Regions from separate parts of the Pan troglodytes genome. Here region 2 is linked to region 1. The links are chromatin contacts, called in public capture Hi-C maps. All regions are on one chromosome and are shown on one strand. The core of a region is the stretch at or near the end of the contact, and the rest is flanking DNA. Distances in the headings are between cores, read along the strand shown.

What was found. Capture Hi-C pulls out chosen DNA fragments and counts their contacts.
Region 2: a contact with region 1 is called in a capture Hi-C map of stem cell-derived neural stem cells, with 5 times the contacts expected there. The contact joins two enhancer-like sites. A contact is called at or near these places in 4 of 7 Hi-C or Micro-C datasets (blood, induced pluripotent stem cells and stem cell-derived neural progenitor cells) and 1 of 1 other capture datasets (stem cell-derived neural stem cells).

What each region holds. Positions count from the first base shown.
Region 1 is chr15:94,094,062-94,099,445 of NHGRI_mPanTro3-v2.0_pri, reverse strand. No RefSeq gene overlaps it. Among named protein-coding and RNA genes, the nearest start is that of C14H14orf132, 56 kb to the right of the region's middle. Within about 2 kb of position 2,260, at least 8 of the 24 cell types and tissues checked have an H3K27ac peak or open chromatin away from gene starts, as enhancers often do. A contact at or near this core is called in stem cell-derived neural stem cells, where this site is marked.
Region 2 is chr15:94,422,687-94,427,906 of NHGRI_mPanTro3-v2.0_pri, reverse strand. AK7 (adenylate kinase 7) reads right to left here. Exons shown (of 18, transcript XM_510154.6): 5 at 5,209-5,220. It also overlaps the pseudogene LOC134808415. Among named protein-coding and RNA genes, the nearest start is that of AK7, 32 kb to the right of the region's middle. Within about 2 kb of position 2,171, at least 8 of the 24 cell types and tissues checked have an H3K27ac peak or open chromatin away from gene starts, as enhancers often do. A contact at or near this core is called in stem cell-derived neural stem cells, where this site is marked.

The DNA of each region.
Region 1 (5,384 bases), core at 1,011-3,510:
TCATTGGTGGACAGTACCTGAGGCCATCAGAAACCAGCAGATAAGGCCAAAACCAAGGACAATGTGTCGAGCCAGAAAAGCCGAACCTGTGGCTGGACTCAAAGTTCAAGCTTCGAGGGACGAAGAGAACTGGGTGACAGCAGGGATAGAGTGAGGCAGCAGCCAGGCAGGAGAGCCCAGGATGGCCGAGGATGAATAGGACGGCCCCCTAGAGCTCCTCAACCTGGGGGTGGCCATCCCCATGTGGGGTGAAGGCCAGAGTGCACTGAAGGAGTATCACCAACATCCCTTCTATGACAAAGGGCAGAAACCCAACTCAAACCGGTTCAAGTAGATGGGTAATTGATCAGCTTACATAAGGAGAATCAGATGTGGCTTGATCCACAGGGGTCCAGTTAGACCCTGCAGGAGCCAGTCTCTTTCTTCCCATCTCTGGGCTCTACTTGCTGTGCCTCCACTCTCAGCAGCTTCTCTCACAGCGGTGAGATGGTGGCTGCCATGACAGGCGCACATCCTCCTGGCTTTCCTTCCAGCAGAGAGACAGAGTCCCCCGTGCAGACTGCTTCCCAGTGCTCGCTTACAAGTCAGGGCATCTGTGCTGCCTGCATCTGTCTGGTTGTGTAATCACTCCTGGCCCAGCCACTGGGATCAGGGGGTTGCAAGGTCACCACTGCCCAGGCCAGAGCCAGGCACACACCCTGCACATATCATTGTGGCCATGGGGCATTCAGGCTACCCAGCCCAGGAGGGATCGAGTACACAGACTGCGGATTGTGGCTCCCCAAGAGGAAATAGCATGCTTTACCGAAAGGAGTGACAACAGATGCTGAGAGTCCAAGACCAGCATGCACCAGCCCCAGCAGCCATGTCTGACTTCTTGAGATAGGTGCTAGGGTGCTAGGCCCCAGCAGCACCCGCGGGAGCCACACAGGGAAGTGCCTTTCCCACTCAGAAGGGTCCAACGAGGTATAAGGCACCACCTGAGCCTTCCCTGTGGGCAGCACTCTGCAGCCAGTGTCACCCTCATGCAGACTTTGGCTGGTTAACCAGGTGTCTTCTGAGACTTAATCTCAGGGGAGAACTGGGTCCTGCTGCCCCAACCGTGATCACGACACAGGGACTTCAAGCCTGGACCGTGAGTACCGTGGGGGCAGGAGCCAGGGTGTATTCTTGCCTGTCCAGCTCAGAGTAGAGACTCAGTGAAGGAATGGATGAAGGAATGGATGAATGAATGAATGAATGAATGAATGATGCTATTTCCAAGAGCACTTCTGGGACAAGACAATACTCTGTAAGAACTGAGTACAAAACTCTCTCTATCCAGAAGCTTGGGGTGGCCAGGCACGTTGTCAGGTCACCTCTCTGAACTGTCACCCTGTCCTGAGACACTGGCACCACCTCTCCCCTGGGGATAGGAGTGTCTTGATCATCCTCTCGAAAACCGCATGCCCCTCCCGCTCCAGCCCCACACTTACTTTCTGTTTCCCCCAACATTTGTCTCCATTCCATAGCGCATTCTTTCACTGTTTCTTTCTTTTGGTTTTTCAGAAAGTAAGGCTTGATCTTTATTTCTTTATTGGCTTCTTGTCTACCTTCCCTTTGCCATCAGCAGGGTGGGGGCTTTGTTTTGTTCACTATACACCCTGAGTGTCTAGAACAGTGCCTGGCTCATAGCAGGTGCTCAGTCATTGCTTATTGAATGAACAAGTCGATGAACTTCAGTTTTGTTTTCTAAAAACTGGAGGCTTGTCTCCCTGGCGTTCTGGCCTGGAGTGCTAGGCTGGTTAGGAGGCCCCACTCAGCCCCGGCCCATTTCAGCTTCTCACTATCATGCAGTTACAACCCATTGTCTTCATCTGATCCTTTGCCTCCCCCAACCCCCCACCACACAAGACAGAGAGTAGGTGCCCTGCCTGGTTGTGCTTGGGGCATGGGAGGGGCCGACACAGGTCACCTGTTCAGAGGATGGAAAGCTGGAATGGAAAGCGCTTGCAAACCCTGAGGGCAGCGCGGCTCAGATGCCGGTTGCTGTGGTAGTTAATATTATTTGTCTTGCTTGTGAAAGAGGCCTCAGCAGCTGGCTTGTATCAATATTAATCGTGGGGCCATCTCTGCTGCCTGGTAAGGCCAGCACCCTGCGGGAGCCTGAGTCACTGGAAGCCAAATGGAAAATCCCCAGCAAGGGCAGGCTTTGGAGACCATGGGTAGCAGGCAGCTAAATAAAGAGGCAGCCCCACCAGCATCACTAAGGGGCCCATCTCAGCCCTAGAAACCCGTCCCTCCCCTTCCTCTCCCCCTCCTCCAACCCTAAAGGCTCAGGCAGCTCTGGGGAGCGGATGCAGAGCCTGGCCATTCCAGCAGGCACCGAAGGGAGGCTGCGGTGTTCATCCCTGCCCCCCTCATTAGTTCATTTATGGAAAGCCTGACACTGTTATCCCTGGGCTGGGCACTGGGGAGGACAGAGGGGTGAGCCAGAGGAGGCATTAGCCCTCCAAGGGTACACAGCTAATGGGGGACCGGCTCATCCCTAGGGGAGAGGAACACCCCACTACCCACAGCATAGCCAACTCCTGGACAGAGTGAAGAGCTGTAGTTGTTTGAACCTTTATTTCTTTACAGGCCCCACATTACAGATGGACATTCTGCTCCAGGAAAGCTGCCCATACCCTTACAATACCAGGGTTGACTAGGAACAGGCACATTGCATGAGGATGAATGTGTTTACAATTCTGATTGGTAAAACCAAAAATTCAATTAAATCAATTAAATGTTAGCAAGGAGGGTGGGGCAGGAAGTGAGGGACACGTTGTGGCCTGGGCTGGACTGGCTGTAGCTTCTTGAGACATAAATTCAGCAGCATTGGACCAGGGATGCCTCCTTTTCTTGAGAAACCTTGCTGCTAGCCATTTTTGCTATTTCAGAATGATGCTTATCAGTCTTGAGAACGCAGTCCTTTGGGCCATGTGAAAGCCTCTGCCATCTTTGCAAGGCACACGATTGGGAGGGAGACCCCACCTTATCAGCCACGCTGGTGCAGGGCGGAGGTGCCATCCAGCGAGCTAGGGAAGACGCCAGAGGGGCAGGTTCTAGGGGCAAAATCAAGAGCCCCTTCCCAGTTCTCTTGCTGCCTCCCTGCTCCAGAAACTGCAGGCCTCTCTACTTGAGAACCAGCCCTGCTTCCCTATGGCCAACAGTGGCCCATGGCCCACTATGGTGCCCACCTTGACATTCAAGGCCCCTTCCAGCTGGCTGTATCCCTTCATCCTCAGCAGCCTCAGATCCACTGCTGCCTTGACCTTTATCCAGCCTGGTCTTCTAGCCCGAACCCCATGCAACCTCTGCTGTGCACCTGTTTCTGCAGATTCCATACCAAATTAAGTATTGCCTCCTCCAGGCAGTCCTCAGTGATCTCTTTAGTTGCTGCCTACAAAGTCCATGCAGCTCTTGACATTATGGAACACCTTCTTGTTCTAACCCCTCCCTTGGCTCTCTTATCTGTTGGACTGTTGGCAGCCTAGGAATGGCCAGGCTCTGGTCTCTCCTCATCCAGCAGGCTAGCCTTGCTTGCATCCTCAGGGTTCCAAAGACAGAACAAAAAAAGGCTTCTTGAGGCCTAAGCCCAGGACTGACCCAGAATCAGGTTTTCAGTCCTGGTTCACCAGTTACATGGCCTTGGGCAAGAAACCTCTGCATGCCTCAGACTCCTCATTTGTAAAACGAAGATTAAGTGAGTTAACATGTGTGGAAAGAGCTCAGAACTGCGCCAAACACCTCATAAGTGCTATACGAATGTTTGTTACTATCAGTGAACTAATAAGGAAAATGATATGGTCCATGTTCCTCGTAGTGTTGAAATGTACTGGGCCGGTCATTCAGGTATCATTCACTCATTCACAGAATATCGGACGTTTGCTAGGAGCCAGGCACTGTGCTGGGTGGTGGGGATAACACATTGAATAAGTTTGCTCTTAGATGGCTCAAATAGTTGGGAAAACTGACTGTAGCTTCCGTGATTTGATTTGCTACAGGTGTGATGATGGAGTGGGATCAGGAGGGGATAGGGAGGAGGGGACCTGTCCTGCCTCGGTGGGGCAGGAAAAGCATCAGAATGGAGGTGACGCTGGGGCTGAGCCTTTTAAAGCTGAGTAGATCGTCTCCTTTGCATAAAGCACAGATGAGAACCAGACACAGAGGAGTTCATGTTTTCTTCTTTTCTCTTTTCAATTATCATAATAGAAAATGACAAACAGCAACAACGCTAATAAAGTGAGATTTCACAGATACATTTTTACATCTTTTAAGGTTAGATATTTTTAATCAAAAGAGCACAGCGAAATCCTATATTAAGAAAGAGTCTTCACTGTAGAAAAGTCAGTGATCGCATGGTGAAACCAGGTGCTTGGGTAGCAAAGGACTCCAAGAATAGTTAAAATACCTTTTATGAAGTCAACTGCTTACATTTACAAGTTGATCATGAAAACATCAGTAAGACACAAAAACATTTCCGATGCTCTCGGCATGAAGAATTGGTATCTGGAGAGTAGCAAGTTATAATAGTAAGGTTTCTGCAAAAGATTAAATAGTATAAAGAATATTAGTATGCCTTCAACTGGCGGAAATAGGACTGGGCACGTGGAAAAAGGTCAGAAATAAGAGAAGATGCAGATTTGCTCAAAGGCTGCTACCCAGCACTCCCATGCCCACCCCATTCCTAAGCTCTTCCCCAAGCATACTCTTCATATGCATTGGTGAGGGGCCAGGTCCCTGGAGGGCCCAGAGACACAAAGTTAAGGGTAGGGAAAAGTTCAGCCCCACACTCCCATCCACTTTGTAGGGCTTTCTCCCTCCAGTCTGGGGGTCCCCACAAATGCCCAAGATGGTGGAAACAGTCACATGGATTTCTAAGAGACCACATGACATGCTGGGAGTTCCAGATCACTGTCCTCAGCTGGCATTATTTGAACTCAGGGCAGTGACCATGATCACTGCTGCTGCTCAGAAGAGCTTTAATTTATTCAATGACTCACAAATGGGGAAAAGTGGAAAGCATGCATAGTTTCAGAATCAGAGATAGGATGGCCAGCACAGGGTCCCCTGACCTCGGCACTATTGGCATTTTGGGGCTGGATAATTCTTATTTGTGGGGGGCTGCCCTGTGCATTGTAGGATGTTCGGTGGCATCCCTGGCCTCCACCCATGAGATACCAATAGCAGTCCCCACCAAGCTGTGAGAATCAAAAATGTCTCCAGACATTGCTGATGGCCCCCAGCCCTTCCTTGAGAATGACTGGCCTCATGAAAGCCACCACTAAGTCTCCTAGTGAAAACTCGATAGTTAGGTGTCCTGGGCTCAAGACCCCTGTCTCCTGAAAAGCTCCACCTGG
Region 2 (5,220 bases), core at 922-3,421, 330 kb before region 1:
ATCATATCACCAGAGAAAATCACCATCCCTACAGCAAGATAGGAAGGAAAGAAAGAAGGAAGATAAGACAATAAAACAACTAGAAAACAAATAACAAAAGGCAGGAGTAAGTCCTTACTTACCAATAATAACATTGAATGTAAGTGGACTAAATTCTCTAATCAAAAGACATAGACTGGCTGAATTGATGAAAAAAACAAGACACATTGATCTGTTGCCTACAAGAAACACACTTTACCTGTAAAGACACACATAGACTGAAAATAAAGGGATGGAAAAAGATATTCCATGCCAATGGAAACCAAAAAGAAGCAGGAGTCACTATACTTATATCAGACAAAATAGTTTTCAAGACAAACTACGGCCGGGCACGGTGGCTCACACCTGTAACCCCAGCACTTTGGAAGGCCGAGGCAGGTGAATCACCTGAGGTCAGGAGTTCAAGACCAGCCTGGCCAGCATGGTGAAACCCTGTCTCTACTAAAAAATACAAAATTTAGCCAGGCGTGGTGGCACATGCCTGTAATTCCAGCTACTCAGGAGGCTGAGGCAGGAGAGTCATTTGAACTTGGGAGGCAGAGGTTGCAGTGACCCGAGATCATGCCACTGCACTCCAGCCTACGCAACAGAGCAAGACTCTGTCTCAAAAAAAAAAAAAAAAAAATCAGTGTGACTCATTAAAAGATGAAAGCAATTTTGGTATCAGGCAATTCAGGACTATTTTGGCAACTTGTATAATTATTAGGGTCTCCTCTTTGCCTCAGAATACTGAATAGAAGTCTACCTTTTGTGTATGTAATCTTGTATATGAATGTGCTGGCTGAGGATGTGATAACAGTAGATAAACCACTTGACAACCAGCCTCTGGAGTGCATAGACTGTGTTTGCTTTATCGATGGCTGTGAGGGCAGCTCCTTATCACAGTGCCTGGTCCATAATTTGATCTAACTGGACATTAGTTAAATGAATGTGTTAAATGATTATTTTCAAGGGTCTATCTCCCAGATAAAAACATTAGCATCACTTATCAAAAAAGATCATTGGGATGACCAAATTGGCCAAATCAATCTTATTAATGGTGTAGAAAAGAGTGAGTAAGAAAGTTGGGGATAAAAATAATAGATTTTTACAACGAAATTTTGATTTTATTATTTAAATGACAAGTGTAAGGTTTTGTAATAAAAATATATTAATATGATCATATTTCTCATTTTAGACTGTTATTCACTTAAATCAGCTTTATATGTGTAAGCATACATTTTCCACCTGTAAATTAAACATAAATGATCAAGAAATCACGGGTTCCAATAAAATAACAGTTATGGAATTTAGAACTGGAATAAATTTAAACCATCTAATCTAGCCGGTTTACTTATTTTAAGCCCAGAAGTTTAATAACACGGCTAAAGTCATAAGTTAATGGACAGAAAAAGGGCTAGAATTCCTAATTTCCTGTTGTTTCTTCCAATGTTTGATGCTCACAGTGTTTGTATTGGTAAAGTGTTTTTTATAGGACCGAAGTTCCTATGGTAATATCCTCCGAGACCACTAGGTGTCATCTTAGAACTATTATTAGCGTTCACTAAGCGCTGGTCTTCCACTAATGGGAACAATGCAATGACACTTTCAGAGGGTTTGGGGTTTTCTCCAAGTTATATGAGGATGATAGTAGTACCTACCTCACAGAATTCTGGGAATTGTTTATGAGACTCTTGAAGATGACATGAGATACCATGAGTAAAACACTGAGAACTCATAGATACTGCGAGTAAAACACAGATGACATAAGATACCATGAGTAAAATACTGAGAACACAGTAAGCCCTCCGTAATTTTTCAGCTGGCGGAGACCCCCGTGTCGCCGCTGCCGCCGGCGCCTGGCCTCCCGCGGCACTCCCGACTGCGCGCTCCGCTCGGCCCCGCCACGCGGGTGAACCTCAGACAGCGGTCCGGGCCCTGGAGCCTTCAGGAAGTGGACGAGCAGCCGCAGCACCCGCTGCATGTCACCTGCACGGGGCGGCGGTGGACGAGCGGAGCACCGTGCCCGATCCCACCCAGGTGAAGAACAGACCCACCGGCATTTCGTGGGATGGTCTTGATTTAGGGAAACTCTACACCTGGGTCTTGACAGACCCGGATGCTCCCAGCAGGAAGGATCCCCAATACAGGGAATGGCATCATTTCCTGGTGGTCCACATGAAGGGCAGTGACATCAGCAGTGGCACAGTCCTCTCCGGATTATGTGGGCTCGAGGTCTCCCAAGGCACAGGCCGCTGAAATGTGACGAGCCCATCCTCAGCAACCGCTCCGGAGACCACCGTGGCAAATTCAAGGTGGCGTCCCTCCGTAAAAAGTACGCGCTCGGGGTCCCGGTGGCCGGCACGTGTTACCAGGCCGAGTGGGACGACTATGTGCCCAAATTGTAGGAGCAGCTGTCTGGGAAGTAGGGGGCAGCTCGGCGACCTGAACCGTCCTGGAGGCCCCGAGCTGTGTTCTCCAGTTCAGTGCTGCATGTACCATAGCTTTCTCCTCTTCCAACTCCCCTTTGGACAGACAAGACCTGAGCACTGAGATGGTGGCTTAGGGTGACTTTTCCTGCTGCCTGGCCTTTATCATTCTAGTCACTCACTCTGGTTTATGTTTTGATCAATTTTGAACTTCATTTTGGGGGATATTTTGGTATTGTGATGGGGTCATCAAATTGTTATTATGAAAATAGCAACCCAGAATTTAAAGAAAAAATTTGGCAGAAATAGACCAGGTCTACAGTAATAGAGCAAAGCATCAAAGAATCTTTAAGGGAGGTTAAAAAAAAAAAAAAGGATTGGTTGCCTCTGCCTTTGTGATCCTGAGACCAGAACTGTAGCAGTGTGTTTTTATGGCACCGTCGCTAGACAACCAGAGGCTCGCAATGAGGCTCAGCCCCAACACGGGCCTCTCAGTTGCCTTAATAGGCGTCAGTATCTCACTCTGGTCCCTTTAAAGAGCAATCCTGGAAAAAGGAGTAGGGAGAGTGGCTTTGCTGTTGTTGGGGCATGGCCCTGTAGATGGGCAGCAGTACTAGCTGACCGCTTATCAGGAATCCCTACATCTGTGTCTGTCAAATTGATTGCTCTTCATGGGGGTAAGAAAAGCTGGTCTGGAGTTGCTGAATGTTGTGTTAATTCTGCTGTTTGCTTATAGTTGAATAAAAATAAAAACTCTGAATGAAAAATCATCATCATCATAATTTTTCAGCTGTCACTACTTATTCATTGTCAGGGCATTCCTATCATCTATTCTGAAGAAAGGCAAGAGAAATAAAATAATTTTATAATGGACATGTCAAAATGATGAATTTTGCTGCTGTAGGGCAACCCCCTGAAACTATTGCTACAGAATAAAAGATGAAATGCTCCTGACTATTGTAAATACAAAATTGCATGCAGAATTGTGTAAAGACAATGCCAGGTTGGGCTGCCAGAATGAGCCAACAGCGCGTGATGTGCTTCCCCCTGCAGAGAGCCTATGAATGGACGTGCAGTCAGGGAGGTTTCACATCACCAAGATTCCTATCCCAGAAAAGCAGATGTTCATAGCTCTGGGAAAGGAATGCGACCCTTATGGAGAGCCTATAAATGGACGCATGGGGGGTGCCTGTCCATATGGATAAGATAGGACTATAAACACCCTCATCTTGCCACGGCTCTTCTAGGCCTCTGTAGGGTTAAGGCATACTCCCTTCTGAGAATTTCTGGTCTAACCAGTTGTCTAGCTTCATGTCTTGTTTCTATGGATTGTTTGTAACCAGCTTTGGCTGCAACTGTTACTGCTGATTAATACCTTGCTAATCATAGGTTATGGAAAGACTGTGTTTCTGTTTTAAGGCTCTGTTAGAAATTACTGATGCACACACTACATTGTAAATTCTTATCCCTGTATATTGTACTTCTGCATACAGATGTTATGTTAAAGAATTACTTCATCCCCATGTGACCATCTCACCTCATAATCAAATGACCCTAAATCCCTCACTAACCTATCCCCGCCCTCACTAAACTTAATAATAAATGCTGGTATATCCAGTGCATTGTTGGCACCGCGGGACCAGGAGGCGGTGACCCCCCTGGACCCAGCTTTCACTATGTTGTGTGTGTCTATTATTTCTCAACCTGCCAATCCGCCTGGGAACAAAGAGATAGCCCCTTTGCATTGCAGGCTGCTGGCCAGATACTGCAATAGCTGCAACAGAAGGGGCTGGGCATGGTGGCTCATGCCCATAATCCCAACACTTTGGGAGGTCAAGGCGGGCGGATCACGAGTTCAGGAGATCGAGATCATCCTGGCTAACATGGTGGAAATCTGACTCTACTAAAAATACAAAAAATTAGCCGAGCATGGTGGCACGTGCCTGTAGTCCCAGCTACTCGGGAGGCTGAGGCAGGAGAATGATTTGAACCCAGGAGGCAGAGGTTGCAGTGAGCCAAGATTGCACCACTGCACTCCAGCCTGGGCGACAGAGCGAGACTCCATCTCAAAAAAAAAAAAAAAAAAGCTATGAGAATGTCTTAATGACCAGTGAGTGACCAAGGATGTGTCAAGATAAATTCTATTGAATGATGGGGTTTTGGATTCCAAAGAAAAAAAGCAAACCCAGCAGGCTTTGGTGGCTGATGGCTCTCAGACCGAATCTCAGCTCCATGCCAGGAAATGCGCTGAGGACATCAATATGCATAGATAACAGCCTTGTTAGAAGGAGTAGATGAGTCAAGGCTGAGATGCGCTCAGGACAGTGCTCAGTAAATCCTAGTTATGTGACCTTGGGCAAATTATTTAACCTCTGGAAGCTCCCATCTCCTTATTCATAAGAGGAGGTTAATAGGCACTTTTCAGAGTTGTTTTAAGAAACAAATGAGATAGATTCTGGGAACAGGGAAAATGTGGTTCCCCTGTTCCCCATTACAACTCTGAGTTATTTGCCTCTTTTGGGCCAAACAGCTTTTCAGACACACAGACCCCTTTGTGGGTGACGGCTCAAGCTCGGCTGGGTGGTGATGCAGGGCTTTCAACCCAGTGTGCTGGACCAGAACCTGGGCCAGGACCCCTAAGGACAGTGTATCCTGGGGTGAGCCTAAAGCTCAGACATCCGTGGGGTAAGTCCCAGGAAACTACACAAAGAGATGTTTAAAGACTTCAGATGATGTCCATGTTCCACTATGCCAGACTTACCTTTTTTCCAAA